Regions from separate parts of the Mus musculus genome. Here region 1 is linked to region 2. A link is a contact called in public promoter capture Hi-C data. All regions are on one chromosome and are shown on one strand. Each heading gives the region's core, a stretch centred on a gene start, on an enhancer-like site or on the middle of the called end of the contact. The rest is flanking DNA. Distances are from core to core; before and after follow the strand shown.

What was found. Promoter capture Hi-C pulls out the DNA fragments that hold promoters and counts their contacts.
Region 1: a contact with region 2 is called in a promoter capture Hi-C map of neural stem cells. The contact joins the promoter of Gpr37 here to the enhancer-like site in region 2. A contact is called at or near these places in 6 of 39 promoter capture datasets (cranial neural crest, embryonic stem cells, liver and 1 more), 6 of 115 datasets of contacts at active chromatin or transcription factors (astrocytes, embryonic forebrain, embryonic stem cells and 3 more) and 2 of 9 other capture datasets (embryonic stem cells and pancreatic islet).

The regions. Positions count from the first base shown.
Region 1 is chr6:25,688,047-25,691,703 of GRCm38.p6, forward strand. It overlaps Gpr37 (G protein-coupled receptor 37), which reads right to left and starts at 1,934. Exons shown (of 2, transcript NM_010338.2): 1 at 67-1,934. The coding sequence starts at 1,050.
Region 2 is chr6:25,276,852-25,280,599 of GRCm38.p6, forward strand. No RefSeq gene overlaps it. Among named protein-coding and RNA genes, the nearest start is that of Gm30658, 95 kb to the left of the region's middle. Within about 2 kb of position 1,415, at least 14 of the 459 cell types and tissues checked have an H3K27ac peak or open chromatin away from gene starts, as enhancers often do. A contact at or near this core is called in neural stem cells, where this site is marked.

The sequences.
Region 1 (3,657 bases), core at 684-3,183, 410 kb after region 2:
AAAGAGTCCCACAGGTAGGTGCTTATTCTCCGGAAACAGAAAAAGGCAGTAGCTAGAGGTCATTACCTCGATATAGGGCACGATCTTGCAGGAGAAATCTTCCAAAAGCCACTTCTTAGTCAACTCATGGAAGATGACCAGGGGGAGGCAGAAGAAGATGATGAGAAAGTCCCAGAAAGCCAGGTTGGCCAAGAGAGAATTGGAGATGCTCCTCATGTAGTAATTGTGACACACGATGCACATCACTGCCAAGTTGCCAATAATGCCGGTCCCAAAGATCACCACAGATAAGCACATGACCGCATAGGCTCCGTAGGATTCTTGGGTCAATGGGTAGAAGGGGTTCTTCAATCTCACGCGCCGCGTGGTGTTTCCACGGCGTGGACCCCCTTGGTCAGGAACCCAGTCATCTGCAGACCCGTTTTGCGGTAGTGCCCTGCCTGGAGGAGCAAGGGTCCTTCCTTCGTGTACTGCTGAAGGCCTGTGTTGGGAATCCTGGAGTTGTCCAGTTCTTCGTGGCCAGTAAAAAAGATCTCTGGGTTCCGTTTTCACACTGTGCTCCTGCCTGCTCTGGGGAATCCCATCGCGCTTGGAACTCATCTCTCCCCCCTCCGATGTCGGAAAGAAGAGTTGGGGATCCGTGGGGTCCCTTCTCCTCAAATGCCCGGATGGTTCTTTACCCTGGGCACTTTTCCATCTCCAGGCACTTGGTGGCTTGGTTGGAGGTCCCAAGGGCCCAGCAGCCGCCGCTTCTTCAATCACACCTGTGTCACCGCCCCTGGGTGGTGGGAGGTCCCAAGAGGTCGCCCCTCTCACCTCTGCTTCCAGTTTCTCTCTGGGCACATGGACTCGCAGAGCGTCTTTTGCCGAATTCCCAGGTCCACGGGCATCCCTGCTGCGGCGTTGGATCAGTGGGGAACAGCTCTCCCCCAGACAAGTTCCATTCCTGGGCTCAGGGACAAAGCTCAGGGCAGCAGAGACAGAAACCTTAAACAGCAGAAGGAGCAGCAGCCGCGATGTGCGCGAGAGAGGCGCGCCCCGGGCTGGCATGGCTCGGCGAGGGCGCACCTACTAGCCTGGCTCTAGCTTAGCACCGACACCTGCTGCCAAACTTGGTGCAGAGAGTTAGGCACATGTCACATACTCACCGCTGGGTAGAGGATGGGAGCAGAAGATTGCTGGGAGGGAACAGGGCGCTTGGGGAAGGACGGTGTCATCAACACATCCCTACAATCCTTCCACGTTTCATGTTCTGAGCATTTCCCAGCCAAATCTAATCCAAGCTCGGTGCACCCGAAGGTTCCCAGGGAAATAACAGATCCAAGAGGCTGACCTTGAAAAGTTGCGAACACCACCTGATTGTTCCCTAATGTTGCGACTGGGCGCAGCCTGGAGGAAGCCCCGCGCTCCTCCCAGCCTTTGGGTGGTGGCTGTCTTCTTGGTAACAGTTGCTCTGCTATTTACATCCTTTCCATACTGCTTTATCCAGTCGCTAGTAGAGGTCTCTAGAGAAAAAGAAAAACAAGTCCGCTCCACTAGGGGACTGGCTGTCACAATCCCACTCTCGGCTGGCGGGGGGGTGGGGGGTGGGGACCCTTGCAAACAAGGCACCACCGGAGCACAGAGGAAACTCTTGCTTCGTTTAACTCCGACGACTTTCAAAGGGACTGTTGCCAAGGAGAAGCCAGATTCGAAACCCGCGGCCACTGTCAAAGTTGCTGCTCCTTCAGTTCAAAGTTGACAAGTGGATGGCGCCAGCGGCTGCGCCTAGTGCACGGGCTGAGAAGGCGTGGAGTGGAGCGAGAGGGAGGAGAGGGCGCTGCTGTTTTGTGCACAGTGCTGTGGGCTGCAGGAGCTTGTCACTGCCACCACCATCGCAACCCGGGTGGAGAGCGTGGTGCCTGGAACCGCTGCTGGCGGGCGGAGCGGTGCATGGTGGACAGGGGAGGTGGCCCGGCCTCTCCCAGCGGCTCAGCCACTGCGCGGGCTTCACTCCAGGTCGCCTCCCTCTCGTCCTCCTTCTAGCAGAGCATCTGGTTTGTGGAGAGACGGGATCCCCTGGTGGTTTTACCACACACTAAACCCACACACGTTTCATTCAAGGCGTTCGCAGTAGCTTTCAATAGGAAGCTAGGAGCGACCCGGGAACAAGGGCGGAGGCGCCGAATCTGCACGGCTAAAGGCAAGGAGGACGTGAACTCCATGGGTTATTGCCCTAGATAGTCCAACCAACCCGACCTAATCTGTCACCACTAAGGAGGGGGTTGGATCTCAGGACCCCCGGTGCAGGCGGGGATCCCTGGAGGAGAAGGTAGAAAGGGCAAGCCTCTTGAGATCTGCAACAATTGGTAGCAACTGGTGCGCATGCTCAGGCTTCAGACTCCCCAGGGAATAGTGACACATTCACAGTCTTAGATTCCCCAGAGCAGAGTCAGAAAAGAAACAGACTTCATTGGTTTCATTCACTCGGTAAGAGAGTAGATTGTAAGGTAAGAAGGATCCAGGTGTCCCGTTACCTTTAACATTGACTTTGAAAGCATCCTACCAGGAGGTGGAGTTAGAGCTGATCACAGGGAGCAGGAGGAACGCAGCAACCTTGATATGTTCAGAACTGAGAACTGAGGAGGACCGAACTCCCATCACGATGCCCATGCCTTTCCAATTTTTATATACACACAACCCCGTGTAGCAATCTTGGTATAGCTGAGAAAACAGACAAATATCGGACCAAATTTTTAAAAGGGGAAGAAATAAACATGTGAGATAGAGACAAAGGCAACAACAGAAGAATTATCTAAGGGCACAATAGAAAATACAGTAAAAATACAATTGCAGTAAAGAGCCTCAAACTATCTACGTCCTAAGCACTGTCATTTGTGAATATGTGTTTACATAGCAAAAGGAACTCTACAGTGAGACTTACTTAAATATCTGGAGATGAAAAGAGTGTCACGGGTTATAAATTTGTGCACACACAAGGGACCCAAGAAGAAAAAGGTAGAGAGAGATGAGAGGGTAGTAGACTATGAAAATCTTTATAATTTTTTTTCTTGTGTTGAGGTTCAAATGGGCAGATGCACAGACACCAGACATAACAACAAAACTGACAAGGGTCAAAAAAAACAAAAAACTATTTTGGAAAAAGTTAGACAAAAATTAAAATACGGGATTTCACCAAAGGTTAAGTGTCAAATGACATGTCACAGGGAGGTAGTGTTCAGCACCAGCTTGTTGGATGACTGAAAATGGAAACAGATAAAATTACTCTTCTTTTAAAGTAGAAAAAATGAAAAGAGAAGAAAATCCCATTTGCAACGGTATTTGTCAATACCTCAAAATACTGCAGATTTATATCCTGTGCGTTCAAAACATAAGATCAAGAATAACCCTTGTGAAGCCCTTGTGTCTTACAAGGAATCTTTGAACTTATTTCTAAGAGCAAGAGCAACCAGAATCACATGGAAATAATGTAAAGGACATCAAAGTTAGGAATAAAAATTCCCACTCTGGTGTATGTAAACAGTACAAACTAGTTGTATGTATGTCATGTCAACCAGACAGATCCTGAAAGCACAAATGTAAAAATAAACAGTGGGTTCATTATACTGCACTGCCATTTGAGCTGTGTCGATATATGGATAGAAAGGACACATGCTA
Region 2 (3,748 bases), core at 165-2,664:
GTCTTCAAAATGCATTTGGAGAGAACTCTTGGGAAGACAGACAGGTACAGAGATTTAACGAGGCTACCCAGGCTGTAAAAGGAGCAGAGCTTCAATTGCAGGAGTTGAAAGGATCAGGGCAAGCCAATTATCCCTCCTTTTTATAAGACTAGATTTTCCTTTGCTTTGATATTTTTGGACTTAATTGAACGCCAAAAATGCAGGATCTGGGTCACAGTCAGTGGACTCCTTGGGCAAGTTGACTGTCTCAGCGAGGACATTGGTCTCGCTCTCCTAGGGCTCTTTTTTTTTTCTGCCTCACACAGAAAACTTTGAACACACTGGCTTCTTTGGGGATTCTCAGCACATCATTTCATGACCACAGCAATACCAAATGCAGACAGAGTACACCCTGTCCCCACAAAGGCTGTTTTAATTCTGGGAGGATACAGCACTCTAATCTATTGTTTGAGACAAATACCAGATAAATAAGTAACTCAGTGCTAATGTTCTTACTATCCAATTTGTGGTTCAAAAATGTATACTTCTTGAAACTTATATTTTTATGCCGAAATATTTACTTTCTATTTTTGTATAGATTCTTAAGCAAAACAGACGTTAAGTGCTTACATAAATGTGTCTGTGTGCAAATACTTATGAATGTCCTATGTGTATATGGGTGGCCATTAGTGAGTAAAACATTCATATGCACACATAAATAGTAAATATGTACTAAATTTAGTAAGAGAAATAACTACATTTATGTATTAAGTAAAAAGCTGTTATCAGAACTATCCATATTCTTTCTAATTAAGATGGTTTCTTCTTAGGAATAATATGACCCAAAGGAATAGAAAAGAAACAATTTAATGCTCAATTTTAAATTGCTATACCAGCTCATGAAAAGGGAATACTAATTCAGTGTTTCTGGGAATGTAAAATAGTGCAGCTTTTATGGAAATCACTGTGGATTTTTCTTCTAAACTCTAAAGTGGAATTATCATAGAACCCAGCTATGCCACTCCTGGTCATACGCCCAAAGGACTCTACATCTCCCCACAGAGATATGTGCACACCCACATTCACTGCTGCTCAATTCACAGTGGAAAGGAGAAGGAATCAGCGTGGATGCCAATCACCTGATGAATAAATTACGAAATGTTCTGTGTCCACACAATGCATTTTATTCAGCATTAGAGGAAAAAATGAGATTATGAAATTCGAAGGGAAATAGATGGAAATAGAAAATACTATTTTAAGTGAAGTGATCCAGGCTCAGAGAGAGAAAGACCACATTCTTTTCCTCATGCAGTGCCTAGCTTGTAATTTTTATGTGTGTGTGTAATCATGTTGCAGTGAGCATGGGTAAAGGCTAGAGAACTCAAGGGGCCACGTGAAGAGAATAAAGACGCTTTAAGGGAGGGAAGAGGGGAGGGTAATAAAACCACGTGACTTGAAAAGGGAAGGAAGATACTTAAAGTGGCAGAGTCCAAGAAAGCATGGGACAAGGGGATAAAATCCAAAGTGGGGAGAACAAACCAAATCTAAATGTGCATAGAAACCTCATCACTTACGTGACAATTAAAAACTAAAATTAGTTTTTAAAAATACAATGCTTGCTAAAATTGCAAGCAAAATTTTCAGAGGTGACACACAAAAAAAAGTCAAATTTAAACCAATCTTACTAATTGAAGGGCAAAATTCATTATCTATATTATCCCAGCAGGTTTGGGGGTTTCTTTGTGAGGGCCACCTGCTTTCTTCCTTTGGCTTGTCACTCTGGGTGCTTACACTTATACCCACCACCCTGGCATTGATCATGCTATTGTTTGAGAGCACTGTGCTTTTAAATGGATGTGTGTAGGGTCATGCTAAGGCCATGGTCAGCTGCTGTAATAATTACAATGGTTGTCATCCAGTGAAAGCTTTTTTGGCGGGTTGCCACCAGAAGGCTACAACTTGCATTCAAAGTTTATTTTCATTAAGCTGTTGGGGCTTGCCATTCTGTTTAAAATGAGATTTAAATCCAGCTTAAAAAACTAATGTAAGCATTACAGAAGCTCACAACTATAGAATATGTTCCTGAATTCCTATTAAAAATTCAACTAACTCATTGTCTTAAAGACTAGCACAAATCTGGACATTATCTGTATGTATATTTCTGATGTGAATTACTAATATGTGTTTATACACAAAATGTGGTGTGCTTTCTCTCTTTTTTGTAAAATTTATTTGTTTGTTTGTTTTTTTACTTATGTGAGTGTGTGTCTCTGAGTATACCCCACATGTGAGCAGTGTCTAAGGATATCAGAGGGTGTCATATCTTCTGGGACTAGAGGTAAGACCAGGAGAGCCACCCCACATGAGAGCTGGGAAACCAATTTGTATCTTTTGGATGAGCACCAAGTGCTCTTACTCACTGAGCTGTCTCTCAGCCCCAAATATGACATGTTGTAGAGCCAGATATTTTTATGAGCAGCAAAATTTATAATAATATATATATCATCTGATCTTTATTTTGCTATAAAACCAAACAGAAAAAAAATGAGTTTTAAAGATGTTATTTTCTTATTGTAGCAACATTCTCTTTATTTTGCAGTGAACATATCTGTTGTAGAATATCTTCTGACAAATGTCATTTAAATAAAAAGGTGACTGTACTTTAGAAACTGCTCTTATGAAGTATAATAGATTTTTTCTTTACAATGTTTTTTGTTCAATACATCTTTATCATAGTCTTTCCCTTATCTGAATTCCTCCCAGATCCTCTCCACCACCATCTTTACAATCAGTTACAAGTATTTCTGGGGTCAAATCTATTTTGATATTTCACTATAAATCAATATGAAATTAACTATACTGTGACACTTTGCTTCTTATTGATTATATAAACCATTTGCTAGGAAGACATTCAGTCATCAGTTTAGGAAATATATGTGTTATAGTTAGTCAATGATACCTAAGATCTAAGAAGTTTGCTTAACCTTTTTTCTTAATGCACCTGGGCAATGTCAAGCAAGAGGAGCTATAGAACGTTCCCAACAATCGAAAAGAGAAAATGTTGCTTACATGCATTTTTCAGTGTTAAATAAATCTTTTTTACTACAATTATCTTGGAATTGAAGACATCTTTTTCAGAGACGATAGAAGTAGAAAAGTCCTTACAAAATACTAGGTTGATGATATAAGGATTATACATTCAGTTAGGTTAATTTGGGAACTAGAACGCCACTATTCAAGTGTCTCTATTCTATGTAAGTATTTCACATAACCTAGAAGACACATTTATTAGCGGTCTTACAGCAAAGATGTAAATATTTATGTTTATACATGTGCTAATTGCCCTAATTTGATTTTCAGGAAATATATACACATTGTCTACATATGATATTGCACCCCATACATAAGCAAAATAATTATGAATATCATGTACCTGTATCTTCTTGCTACGAAGATAACAATAGCCACGACACCAAAAAGCAAGGCTCTTATTTCCTTGTATCTCAAACTTTTATATACACCCTGTATTATTTGTTTGCATCAGTCAAAAGTCTTACAATAAAAAGAGCTTCAACCTAAATTAAACATATTTGTGTAGACATGTGTGTGCACTTGTTAAATATTCATATGAAATCTGTACAGCAATATGAAATACAGGAAATTGACCTGGCTGACAAAGTGTCTCTATCTGAAACATGGTACTGAAAAAAGTTAAACTGAGCTGATCATTTTGAGTCTTGCACAAGGAAACACAAAGATGCAAGAGTGA